2 separate regions of the Zea mays genome follow, and region 1 is linked to region 2. A link is a contact called in public Hi-C data. All regions are on one chromosome and are shown on one strand. The core of a region is the stretch at or near the end of the contact, and the rest is flanking DNA. Distances in the headings are between cores, read along the strand shown. Region 1 holds the start of LOC103649231 (protein GRIP). Region 2 has its middle 25 kb from the start of LOC100304238.

What was found. A called contact is a pair of places that touch in the nucleus more often than the background predicts.
Region 1: a contact with region 2 is called in a Hi-C map of tassel, with 3 times the contacts expected there. The contact joins the promoter of LOC103649231 here to the enhancer-like site in region 2. A contact is called at or near these places in 2 of 25 Hi-C or Micro-C datasets (ear and tassel).

What each region holds. Positions count from the first base shown.
Region 1 is chr2:205,745,563-205,751,506 of Zm-B73-REFERENCE-NAM-5.0, reverse strand. It overlaps LOC103649231 (protein GRIP), which reads right to left and starts at 4,623. Exons shown (of 21, transcript XM_020548559.3): 1 at 3,693-4,623; 2 at 1,157-1,272; 3 at 697-866. The coding sequence starts at 4,095.
Region 2 is chr2:205,582,872-205,589,107 of Zm-B73-REFERENCE-NAM-5.0, reverse strand. No RefSeq gene overlaps it. Among protein-coding and RNA genes, the nearest start is that of LOC100304238, 25 kb to the right of the region's middle. Within about 2 kb of position 3,052, at least 17 of the 20 cell types and tissues checked have an H3K27ac peak or open chromatin away from gene starts, as enhancers often do. A contact at or near this core is called in ear and tassel, where this site is marked.

The DNA of each region.
Region 1 (5,944 bases), core at 3,374-5,873, 160 kb before region 2:
CTTTTGGTATTTAAGATCAATGATACAAAGAAACGGGATATTGATGAAGATGTTAGCCATAGAATCAAAGCATAGTGGACGAAGTGGCGTCAAGCATCTAGCTAACTATGTGACAAAAAAGGTACCACAGAAGCTAAAAGGCAAGTTTTATAAGACGGGGACTAGACTTGCTATGTTGTATGATGTAGAATGTTGGTTTACAAAAAGACGACATGTTAAACAGATAAGTGTTGTGGAAATGTGTATGTTTCGTTGGATTTATGGCCACACAAGAAGAGATTAAGTCCAGAATGATGATATACATGTGATAGTTTAGGGATAGCACCGATTGAAGAAAAGCTTGTCCAATTGGTTGATATGGTTTGAACATGTCCAACAGAGACCTAACACTACTGTGTAGTGGGATCCTAAAGCGTGATAGCGATGGGAAGAGAAGCGAGAAAGACCAAAGTTGATATAGGAAGAGACAGTAAAAGGAGACTCAAAAATGGAATACATCCAAAATGTAGCTTTGAATAGGAGTACACGGAAAACAGCTATTCATGTGACTAGACATTGACTTGTGTTTTATGTTGGATTTCAACTCTAGCCTACACTAACTTACTTGAGACTAAAAGGTTTTGTTGTTGTTGTTGTTGTTGTTGTTGTTAAAATATGACACATGCATAGTACAATGAGATCAATAAAGTCACTCACTTGCTGTTCACTGTCCGCAACTGCTGTCTTTCAGCATCCATTGATCTTAAGCCCTCACTAGCCTGCTGACGAGCACGTTCCAGTTCCTGCTGTGCTGCTAATTGCAGAGAAGCAGCCTGCTCAGCCTTCTGATTAACTTCATTAAACCGAGCTTCCAGATCAACTTTTTCCTGTAAATGTGTTAGGGAAAAACACTAAAGTTCATGTTCTTGTTTCAATAATTCAGTATATGATGACAATGCTATTTGACATTCACGAAACATGACAAACAGGCAGCAAAGAGTCGATTACACCACAACAATCGTTGAATCAAATTGTATTAGTTCATGCTCAAGCTAATGTGCACATAGGACAGCAGAAATTTCCCTATTTAGGGAGATACTGGGGTAGTGAAGTAAAGGATCTATTATTGTCAAGCTAATGTGGATATAGGACAGACAAAATATTGGTTACTTGTTACCTTTTGTATATCTTGTATACGTTGTTTTGCACGCTTGAGAAGCCTCTGAAGCTTGGTTTCCAGCTCAAGATATTTGTCATCGCGTTCTTTTAGTTCCTTTTCCATTTTTTGTTCAGCTACATGCATGGAACTAATGATGAATTAGATTCTGAAACAAAAAAAGTAGCAGCAAGAACTAGGTTGTGTTACAGATAAAAATGATATAGCAAGGTGTAATATGATAAAGCTAAGATACAGCAAATCCAAAATAAAATTCAGAAGTTTATCCTCTTCAATAACTAAATGGCACTTTAGAAGTTATTGCATTGTACCACTATCCGTTGGCAAATCTAGGTAGAACGAAGCACAAGAAAACTGCAAAATGATAATGTATTCACAGTCATCTTACAATTACAACTTTCTCAGTTTTAAACCCTTTTAGAAAATAATCAACATGCAGAAGAGTTGTAATGAACTACAGAACATGACCATCTTTTCCTTGCACATGCCCAGAGGGCTCCATCTTCTCTATCGCGCACACATTAGCATGTGATTGGCTCAAAATATAACAATACATACATAGTCCATGAGTCATAGCACAGAAGCTTAATTGTTAATCCATTATGCAATTGCAGTCATTGTAATCATGGCAGTCATTGCAGGTCAACTTTGATGCCCTGATGTCTCCCTCTTCTCTATCACGCAAACATTAGCATGTGATTGGATCAAAATTATAATAATACATTCATAGTCCATGAATCATACCACAGAAGCTTAACCTTAATCTATTATGCAATTGCAATCATTAAAATCATGGTAGACTAGTACAATGTCCGTACGTTGTAACAACACACAAGAACAAATATTACATTTTATATTAGTCAAAAGGGCTAGAAAGGTATGAGTTGAAAAGGAGTCCGACACGCCTTTTTATAGCTCGCTTAGTCGCTCCGTCGCTCATCCTCCTTCAGCTAGCGAGGTGATACTATGTGAGAGCGTTGCGCTACGTGTAGCTTCCTGTCGTGTTAGGCTTGGGTGGTTCCTCAGGGCCCATCTGTGGGGTAGGGGCTTGGGTGGTTTTCACTGCCTATCTATGGGATAACGGTCCACTGGTAAGGGAGGGGAATAGACCTACGCACTTCTCGCGTGACGACTGTCGAACACTGTTTTTAAGGCGTCGCCTAGGCGACGCCTAGGCGTCCGGGCGGTGGTCTGACGCCTAGGCGCCTTGCCCGCCTACCTCGCCTAGGCGTCGCCTAGGCGCCTAGGCGTTGGTCCAACGCCTTGGAGCGCCTTACCGCTTTAAAAACCATGCTGTCGAAACTGGTGCATTATAGTTGTAAGATATTAAAGATCGACATTGATTTTATTCTAGACTAGAAAAGTAAAAGTAACTTTTAATCCCTTAATCAGCTACACAGAAAAGGATCCTATGTGACTATTACAAACAACCATTTTTTGCTGCAGGAGCCAAACAGCACCTCTCCAGTGTCATAAGCTAACTAGCTTGCAGCTGCAGACCAAAGGGCAGCTGAGCAGGCCCATTGAGACATCCAGAGCACCTTCTTAAACATTTAAGAATTTACTGCGTTTCCATAAAAACAACAGGTTCAAGCAATTTGGGGTAGGGACTGAGGTTTTATAGGTGGTTAGAAAAATCAACAACCTTAGTAATTTTACAAGAACAAATAAGCTCTGTGATCACAGTTCTATCTAGTATATGTTATGGTATGGTACATGGTGTATGCCCACCCTATTGATGAGAAATTTCTGAGTATAGCAAGAGATGCAACGGACCAGAGGAAGATATAGCAGATAGCACAGAAAGTATTTATATTTGACATCCTTCATTGCAGAAATCTCTAAGACAGTAGAGAGCAGATTGAGCTTACCTTACTATGTTACTAAATATGCTACAGCCAACATTATCAGTAAAAATGGTCCGCCAATTCCAGGTAAATAAGATTTCTCAACTTTTATGTTAAACCTTTTTGACCTGTGTGTTTCTGTCAATAGAGGCATCCTGTTGGGGTATCTGCTTCATTGTTACTTTTGTCGTGAATAACTTATCAGTGTATTTTGATCTGAGAAACATCATGCCCATCAGTTCTTACTGGACCCACTCCCCAAAACTAATAAATACAACTTTCTAAAACCAATAATATCCTAGCCATTGCGATTGGTGTGGATATTCTAACAGCCTATACTTCATAATCCCAAGCATACATTAGGAAGAAAAGCTATTCCAATAATATGGAATAACTGACAAGCTCAATAGCAAATCCACTGCCTACAACCATGATGGATGATTCAAATTGTTGGCATGACATGTATTTAACTGACATGCAATGAAGTTGCGCCCTTGCCGATAAATGCAGGGAAAAATTCGGTTGTTAGTTGGGTTTTTGGCTTTTCGCTGACAACACGCAAGGACAGGCTCTTACTCGCAATGTGGCAAACTAGTAAGGAAAGTAGGGACAAAACACAACAATAAGCTTAGCAAAAGTACGAGAGTCGTTCCAGCTTCACCAGTGGTCGGTGCCCGACTACAATTCACCTTGTGCCAGCTTGGCCGTAAGCTCCTGCACCTTGCCGTCAGCCTCAGCATAGGCCACGTTGACGTGCTCCAGGGCCTTCTCCGTGGCCTCCCGCGTCAGCCGCTGTTCCTGCACCTCCCTGCTCATCCTCTCCACCTGCTCCTTCCAGCCCCTCACAAGCCCGGGGACCTCGTCCGCGTCACCCGCCGGGCGGACGCCAGCAATCTGGGACCTAAGGTACTCGTTCTGGAGGCCGAGCTCCATGACCTCCCGCGCGAGCTCCTCCTCCTCGTGGGCCCGCTCGGCCGCCTCGCCCCCGCTAGCTAGGCTGTCCTCCCCCGCCGCCACTTCCAACACCGGCGGCGGAGTTGTCTCCGCATCACCTTGGCTCGGCGCCGGTGGGGTGGTGTCCTCGGGATCCATCTGGCCGAGCCGGATCCAAATCTGCTCCGCTCGAGGGAATTCGACCGGGAGTGCGTGCGTCCGATTTGGGCACGAGGCGTGATGATATTATGGTTTACCAGGGCAAGGAAACTCGGATCTCGGGGACCTCAGTGAAGGCGGAGGGGTAGGAGAAAATTGGGGGCGGTCGCCGTCGGTGGAAGAGGAGAAGAGGGTGAGACGACGAGCTGGATCCCGGCCGTGCCACACGGCCACCTGTAGCTGACAGTTGTGCCCTACAATCAAGCGGTATTGTGGCAGTAGCGTCTAGCGCGGGGTACTGGAACGTATGTAAGTGCAACGACGACTGATATGCAACCAAGTAAGGGCTTGTTCGGTTATTCCTATCCCATGTGGATTGGATGGGATTGGAAAAAATTGTGAAAGATTTTGACTTGTTTGGGATTGAAACCCATCCAATTCCACCCAATCCACATGGATTGAGAGCAAAACGAACAAGCCCTAATAGGTGCAAATGTACAAGCTGATATTTTCATATGTTAAATCTAGAACTAAGGGTATGTTATATTTAGCACTTAAACTCTTTTACCACTACCTGAAATAGCTTTATAAAAAAACCTAACAAACTACAATTATATGTATCGTTAGATTCAGATCTAACAGACCAAAAAATCTGCTTGCACGTTTGTACCTAGTATCTGTTTACATATTAGTCGTTGTCTTATCTAAGATCATCTACAATAGCTCTAGACTATCTCCTCGGGCGACTTATTTATCTTATAAATATAATCAAATTCTACTACTCGTATAGTGTAATCTATAGTTTAGAGTAATGTTTTTTAAATTATGAGTAGACTACTTTAGACGGTTTAATATCCCTAATTCCAAAACATATTTTAGGAGAAATTAGAAAAATTAACTTCAAACAAAATTCTCTATATACCCTCCCTATCTTTTCACGTGCGGAGAATGCATCTATCTCGATTGATACGCCTGCTGATCTTCTTCCAATCCCCTCGTTTTTCATGTTTACCGCTGCAAAATTCATCACCCACATTGTTCGTGTGTCCGTCTTGGTGTTTGCACGTCCGTGATCTAGAAGTCGCACAGCATACGCATGCGTTTGTACAGTCTAATAGAGAAGATATTTGTCTGATATCCGATTGGACGAAATCGAATATGGATACATTTTTTTTGACTCAGTTTAAATCCGTATTCGATCCAAAATTTAGCGGGCACGGATTAGTATATTATCTACCACCTACGGATTATTCGTTGATATTCGAAATCGACTCATAGTTTTTTTTACTTAGTCCATATTATATAGCAAATAGTAAACCCTAACTTCATGAACCTCACGTCTAAGTGTCTAACGCTCATAATTCTCCACCATTGGTTGTCCTTTCTAGCCTTGCTGGTGTTGACACCTTTTTGGAGGCGCCAATCACTTTAAAAGAACCAGCGGCGGTGCTCTCTGGTCAGGCGCGGACGGTCCGCGGCACAGGGCCGGACGGTCCGCGACCTGGCGTGAGGCGGCGGTGCTCTCTGGTCAGGCGCGGACGGTCCGCGGCACAGGGCCGGACGGTTCGCGACCTGGTGCAGGAGCTCGGGTTCCCTGCCTGACGGCCGGACGGTCCGCGCGTGCGCAGGGGCGGAGGAAGATCGCCGGCGGCGCCTGGATCTCGCTCCCGGGAGGGACCCCGTTGGGGAGGAGAGATCCTAGGAGTTGTCTAGGCTCGGGCAGGCCGACCTAGACTCCTCTAATCGACGTAGAGTCGAGGAGAGGCAGAGAATTTGGGGATCGAGAGGCTAAACCTAAACTAGACTAGAACTACTCCTAGGATAAAATGTGAAATAGAAGTGTTTGATT
Region 2 (6,236 bases), core at 1,803-4,302:
GCATTACCTCGGTCACATAATCAGTCAAGAAGGTGTGGCCACTGACCCGGAGAAAATATCAGCAGTTAAATCTTGGCCTACATCTCGTTCAGTCAAGGACATTCGAAGTTTTTTGGGACTTGCCGGATACTATCATAAATTTGTAAAAAACTTTGGCATTATGAGTCGCCCTCTCACCTCTCTCCTAAAAAAAGGCCAATTGTTTGTTTGGACCGAGGACCATGATCAGGCTTTTCAAGCTCTGAAAACCGCTTTAGTCTCGGCTCCTGTGCTTGCCCTGCCGGATTTCGCTAAAACATTTGAGATTGAAACTGACGCTTGCGATTCAGGCATTGGGGCTGTTCTCCACCAAGCTGGCCACCCTATCGCTTTTGTTAGCAAGACATTGGGTCCTAGACATCAAACCTTATCAACATATGAAAAGGAATGTCTAGCAATTCTCATGGCTGTTGATCACTGGCGATCTTACTTGATTTGTGGACAGTTTGTGATACACACTGATCAGAAAGTCTTACCCATCTTGATGACCAAAGACTAACAACACCATGGCAGCAAAAAGCTTTGACTAAACTGCTTGGTTTGCAGTACAAAATTTGCTACAAGCAAGGTACCTCGAATCGAGTAGCAGATGCCTTGTCTAGACTCTCAAGTGAGCAGATGTTGGCCTTATCAGTGATACAACAGTCGTGGCTTCAGGATTTAGCAGATAAATATAGTTCTTATCCTGATACCGCACCAATTCTCCAGGCCTTGTCCCTAAAATCTCCTTCTGGCCCTTACCAGATTACACAAGGCATTATTCGATATCACAGCAGAATCTTGGTTCCAGCAACATCTGAATTCCCTCTCAAAATTTTCACTGCACTCCATGCTGCTCCAATTGGTGGGCATTCTGGTTTCTTGGTCACGTACCATAAGATCAAAAAGCAGTTTGTTTGGCGAGGCATGAAAAAGATGATCGCTACTTGGTGCAGCCACTGTTCAATCTATCAACAGGCTAAACCAGAAAGAGTAAAATACCTAGGCTTATTACAACCAATCCAAGTTCCTGCAGCCGCATGGCAAGTTATCTCCATGGATTTTATCGAAGGCCTACCCACATCTGATAAGTATAATTGCATTATGGTTGTCGTCGACAAATTTTCGAAGTACAACCATTTTGTTCCACTTCGTCATCCGTTCACTGCCCTGAAGGTAGCTACTCAATTCATGGACCATGTTTTTAAACTTCATGGATTTCCTCAGGCCATTATAACTGACAGAGACCGGCTGTTCACAAGTGCCTTTTGGAAAGAACTATTCAAGCTTGCTGGTGTGGATCTTAGGATGACTACAGCTTATCACCCTCAATCGGATGGTCAAACAAAACGTGTGAACCAATGTTTGGAAACGTACCTCTGTTGCTTCATCCAAGCTTGCCCAACGAAATGGAAAAAGTGGTTATCCTTAGCGGAATACTAGTATAACACCAGTTACCATTCCTCTCTTCAAAGAACACCTTTTGAAGTGCTCTATGGCCATATTCCGCGGCAGCTGGGCATTGACCTCCCTGGGCAATGTGATGTTCCTTCACTGACTGATTGGCTGCATGAAAGAAAGCTGATGCTTCAACTGGTTCAGCAGCAACTCATCAGAGCTCAACAGCGGCAAAAACATCAGGCCGATAAACTACGTTCCGAAAGAGTATTCCAAGTTGGCGATTGGGTCTATTTGAAATTGCAACCTTACGTCCAATCTTCCTTGGTGAAACGCGCCAACCACAAGCTTGCATTTAAGTTTTTCGGTCCTTTCCAAATCGTGGCACGCATTGGACATGTTGCTTATAAATTGCAATTGCCAGCTACATCTGCTATACATCATGTGTTCCATGTCTCCTTGCTCAAGAAAGCAGTGGGCTCTACTGATCAGGTTAGCTCTATTTTACCTTCCATTTCAGACTCCTTACAATGGCCAGAGCAGATTTTGCAGCGTCGAGTCGTCCACACCTCCTTCGGCGATGTTCCACAAGTGCTCATCAAGTGGTCTGCATGGCCCGAAGAACTCGTTACATGGGAAGATGAACCAGTGGTTAAGCAACGTTTTCCTGAAGCTGAGGCTTGGGGACAAGCCTCCACTCAAGGAGGGGAGAATGTCAGGACCATGGCGTCAAGCAAACAACAGATGAAGGAGAAGCGAGTCGTGCGGCCCAACAGCCGTGTTTTTGGGCCAGATTGGACCCAGTAGGCTTCCTGCCTTGTATTGTTTCTGTTCACCTGTTGGTCGCTATCGTATTAATAAGGGAGACTGAACCGTATGCAAGAGGGGGAGGAGGAAAGGACGGAAGTGCTAGGAGCGAACGGCGGCTGTGCCGACCGGTACTGGCTTGAACTCCTGTAAACCCCAACTCTGGATATAGTGAATACTTCGTGAGAGGTGGAGGTGGAGAGCACCGGGGAGCGGTGCTCGCGATCTCAAATTCTGGTGTTGGTACGTTACACGCGCAGAGAGCTTCGGCGGCTGGGAGCTGAAGGAGGAGCGGGCAGCAGGAGCGCGGCACCAGAGAGAGAGAGAACTCGGCTGGGTCGCGATGGAGCTGGAGCTTGAGGGAGAAGACCCGGGCGTGCAGAAGCTCGCGCGCAGGAAGCACGCGGATGCGTGGGCGTGTAACATAGGGGAAATCAAGCAGGGCGCACGGCGGTTGGGGGCTGGGGCGAGTTCGGAAGAACGGCTGGTGAGCGAGCTGGGGGAGGAAGAGCAGGGAACGGCCATGGATGGAGCAAGACGCGAGAGGGAGAGAGAAGCAGGGAGGAGCGGCTGGTGTAGGAGGCTGCTCCGGCTGGGCGCGAGCGAGCAGAGATGCTGCGACCAGGAGCAACGGCGAGGGAGGAGCAGAGAAGAAGACGCGGCCAGCACGAAGCAGGGGCGCCGTGGGAGCTTGGCGACCGAGCGAGCAGAGGCGCGGCCGAATAGGGAGCTCCGGCGAGCAAGAGAGATGGAGCAGAGGAAATGGGCGCGGTGGAGAACTGGAGAAGACAGAGGCTGGCAGCGGGATTTTTATCCCAGAATTGAGCGGCGTAGGGATGAGCTTCGCGAGAAAAAAAAATCAAAAGCGCTGGAAAAGATCGGAGGAGTGAGCGGCGTGAGACGATCTGCAACGGTTATCTCTAAATTTTTCCCTCTATATAAATTTTTTACGTCACATCATCAATATTTCATCCTCTACTTTTTCATCTCCCGTAGCGGTTCCCTCTATATTTTCTTTCTATACCCACTTGTCGGCGTTTCGAGACCGGGGGTCCCTAAGCCGACGAGTGAATGTTGCCGCGTGCCCCAGCCCAGATGTGTCGACGCGAGGCCGAGCGCGAAGGGGAAGCGAAGTGGCCGGAGACAGGCGTGAGAGAGGTGGAAATCCCGCGGCCTTCGTGTTCGTCCCGCGCCCAGGTCGGGTGCGCTTGCAGTAGGGGATTACAAGCGTCCACGCGGGAGAGGGAGCGAGCGGCTTCAAGCGAGCGCGTGTCTCGTCCTCGTCCCCGCGCGGCCCACCCTCTCTAAGAGGGCCCCGGTCCTTCCTTTTATAGGCGTAAGGAGAGGATCCAGGTGTACAATGGGGGCGTAGCAGAGTGCTACGTGTCTAGCGGAGGAGAACTAGCGCCCTAAGTACATGTCGTTGTGGCAGCCGGAGAGATTTTGGCACCCAGCTGGTGTGATGTCGTGGCCGTCGGAGGAGTGCCGGAGCCTGGCGGAGGGACAGCTGTCGGAGCCGTTGAGTCCTTGCTGACGTCCTCTTGCTTCCGTAAGGGGGCTGAGAGCCGCCGTCGTCACAGAGTATGCGGGGCGCCATCATTGCCTATCTGGCGGAGCGAGCCAGATGGGACGCCGGTCTTGTTCTCGTGGCCTGAGTCAGCTCGGGGTAGGGTGATGATGGCGCCTCCTGTTGACGTGACGGGTCTGCGCCCTAGGTTGGGTGATGTGTAAGCTCCTCCGAAGCCGAGGTCGAGTCTATCTTCCGTGGCCGAGGTCGAGTCCGAGCCCCTGGGTCGGGTGAGGCGGAGACCAACGGCTGAGGCCGGGGCGGAGTCCGAGCCCCGGGGGTCGGGCGGAGCGGAGTTCGTCGTCTTCTGGGGCTGAGCCCAAGTCCGAGCCCTGGGTTGGGCGGAGCGGAGTTCGCCGTCTTCTGGGGCTGAGCCCAAGTCCGAGCCCTGGGTCGGGCGGAGCGGAGTTCGCCGTCTTCCGGGGCTTAGCCCGAGTCCGAGCCCTGGGTTGGGCGGAGCGGAGTTCGCCGTCTTCTGGGGCTTAGCCCGAGTCCGAGCCCTGGGTCGGGCGGAGCGGAGTTCGCCGTCTTCCGGGGCTTAGCCCGAGTCCGAGCCCTGGGTCGGGCGGAGCGGAGTTTCCTATGGTGCCTGCGACCGAGCCTGACTACCTGTCAGCCTCACTCTGTCAAGTGGCACCGCAGTCGGAGCGGCGCAGGCGGCGCTGTTTTTCTGTCAGACCGGTCAGTGGAGCGGCGAAGTGACGGCGGTCACTTCGGCTCTGTCGGCTGAGGGGCGCGCGTCAGGATAAAGGTGTCAGGCCACCTTTGCATTAAATGTTCCTGCGATTTGGTCGGTTGGTGCGGCGATTTGGTCAGGGTTGCTTCTTGGCGAAGACAGGGCCTCGGGCGAGCCAGAAATATGTTCGCCGCTGGAGGGGGGCCTCGGGCGAGACGGAGATCCTCCGGGGTCGGCTGCCCTTGTCCGAGGCTAGGCTCGGGCGAGGCGCGATCGAGTCCCTCGAATGGACTGATCCCTGACCTAATCGCACCCATCAGGCCTTTGCAGCTTTATGCTGATGGGGGTTACCAGCTGAGAATTAGGAGCCTTGAGGGTACCCCTAATTATGATCCCCGACAGTAGCCCCCGAGCCTCGAAGGGAGTGTTAGCACTCGCTTGGAGGCTTTCGTCGCACTTTTTTGCAAGGGGGACCAGCCTTCCTCGGTTGCGTTTTGTTCCGGCGGGTGCGCGCGAGCGCACCCGCCGGGTGTAGCCCCCGAGGCCTCGGAGGAGTGGTTTGACTCCTCCGAGGTCTTAATGCCCCGCGTAATGCTTCGACTGGTCTGGTTGTTCCCTCATGCGAGCTGGCCGTAGCCCGGGTGTACGGTCGGGTCCCAAGTTCTCGGGCTGGTATGTTGACGCTGTCAACGGTGTGGCCGGAGCCGGGTTTCCGAGAGCAGCCCCCGAGCCTCTGCACAGGGCGAGAGGGCGATCAGGGACAGACTCGACTTTTTTACATACGCCCCTGCGTCGCCTTTCCGCAAGGAGGAGGGGGGAAAGCGCCATGTTGCCCTCGGTGGGCGCCGAACATGGTGTCTCCGGTGAGCTGCAGGCGGGTAATCCGAGTGGACGTCCGTGCCCCATTCGTTAGGGGTCGGCTAGAGGCCCAGAGGCACGCCCAAAAGTACCTGCGGGTGATCTGCCGGACCCGGTCCCCTGGCGACGGGGTCCGAGGGCTCGATGCCTCCCTCTGATGGGATTCCGTTACAAGATCGTTCCCGCTGGTCTCGGAAATGTCCTAGGGTACCTTGGGAGCGCAGCCCGAGCCTTGGTTATGTATCGAACGTACCCATGGTCATCCCTCGCTCTGTGTCCGGGGCGACTGTGAACCCTTCGGGGGCCAGCCTTCGAACCCCTGATCAGTAGTGGGCGCGGAGCCCGAGCAGCCTGAGGCGGCCGTTGAACCCTTCCGAGGGGCCGGCCTTCGAACCTCTGACCAGTAGTGGGTGTGGAGCCCAAACGCTCTGAGGCGGCTGTTGAACCCTCTCGAGGGGCCAGCCTTCGAACCTCTGATCAGTAGGGAGGCTCGGAGCCTGGTTCCTTCACGGGGAAGGATCCTTTTCGGGGTATCCCCCTTTCCCGGTCCCTGTTGCAAGAGAGAGAAAGAGGAAAAAAGGAAAAGGATACGAAATCGAACGACGCGGCGTACCTTTTCTGACGCGGTCATTATGGCGAAGGCGAAGCGTCGCCCGCTTCTCCTGCTAGGGACGCCGCCTGTCCCGCCGCGGAGTTAATGCGACGGGGCGAGTGGTTCGCGAGGCGGCCGTTGCGCGTGCGCGAGCCGTTCGAGGAACGGAACACGGGCGCGTTGTCTTCACGCCGTGAGAGAGGGTTCTCTCGTCTCCCCTGGATGGGACGTAGGCTTGGCTGACGACGTGACCGCTGCTCCTGCCCGCCTGCCACCGCCATTACTGCCGGCCCGTTTTTGGCCGTATTGACCGTCGTGCC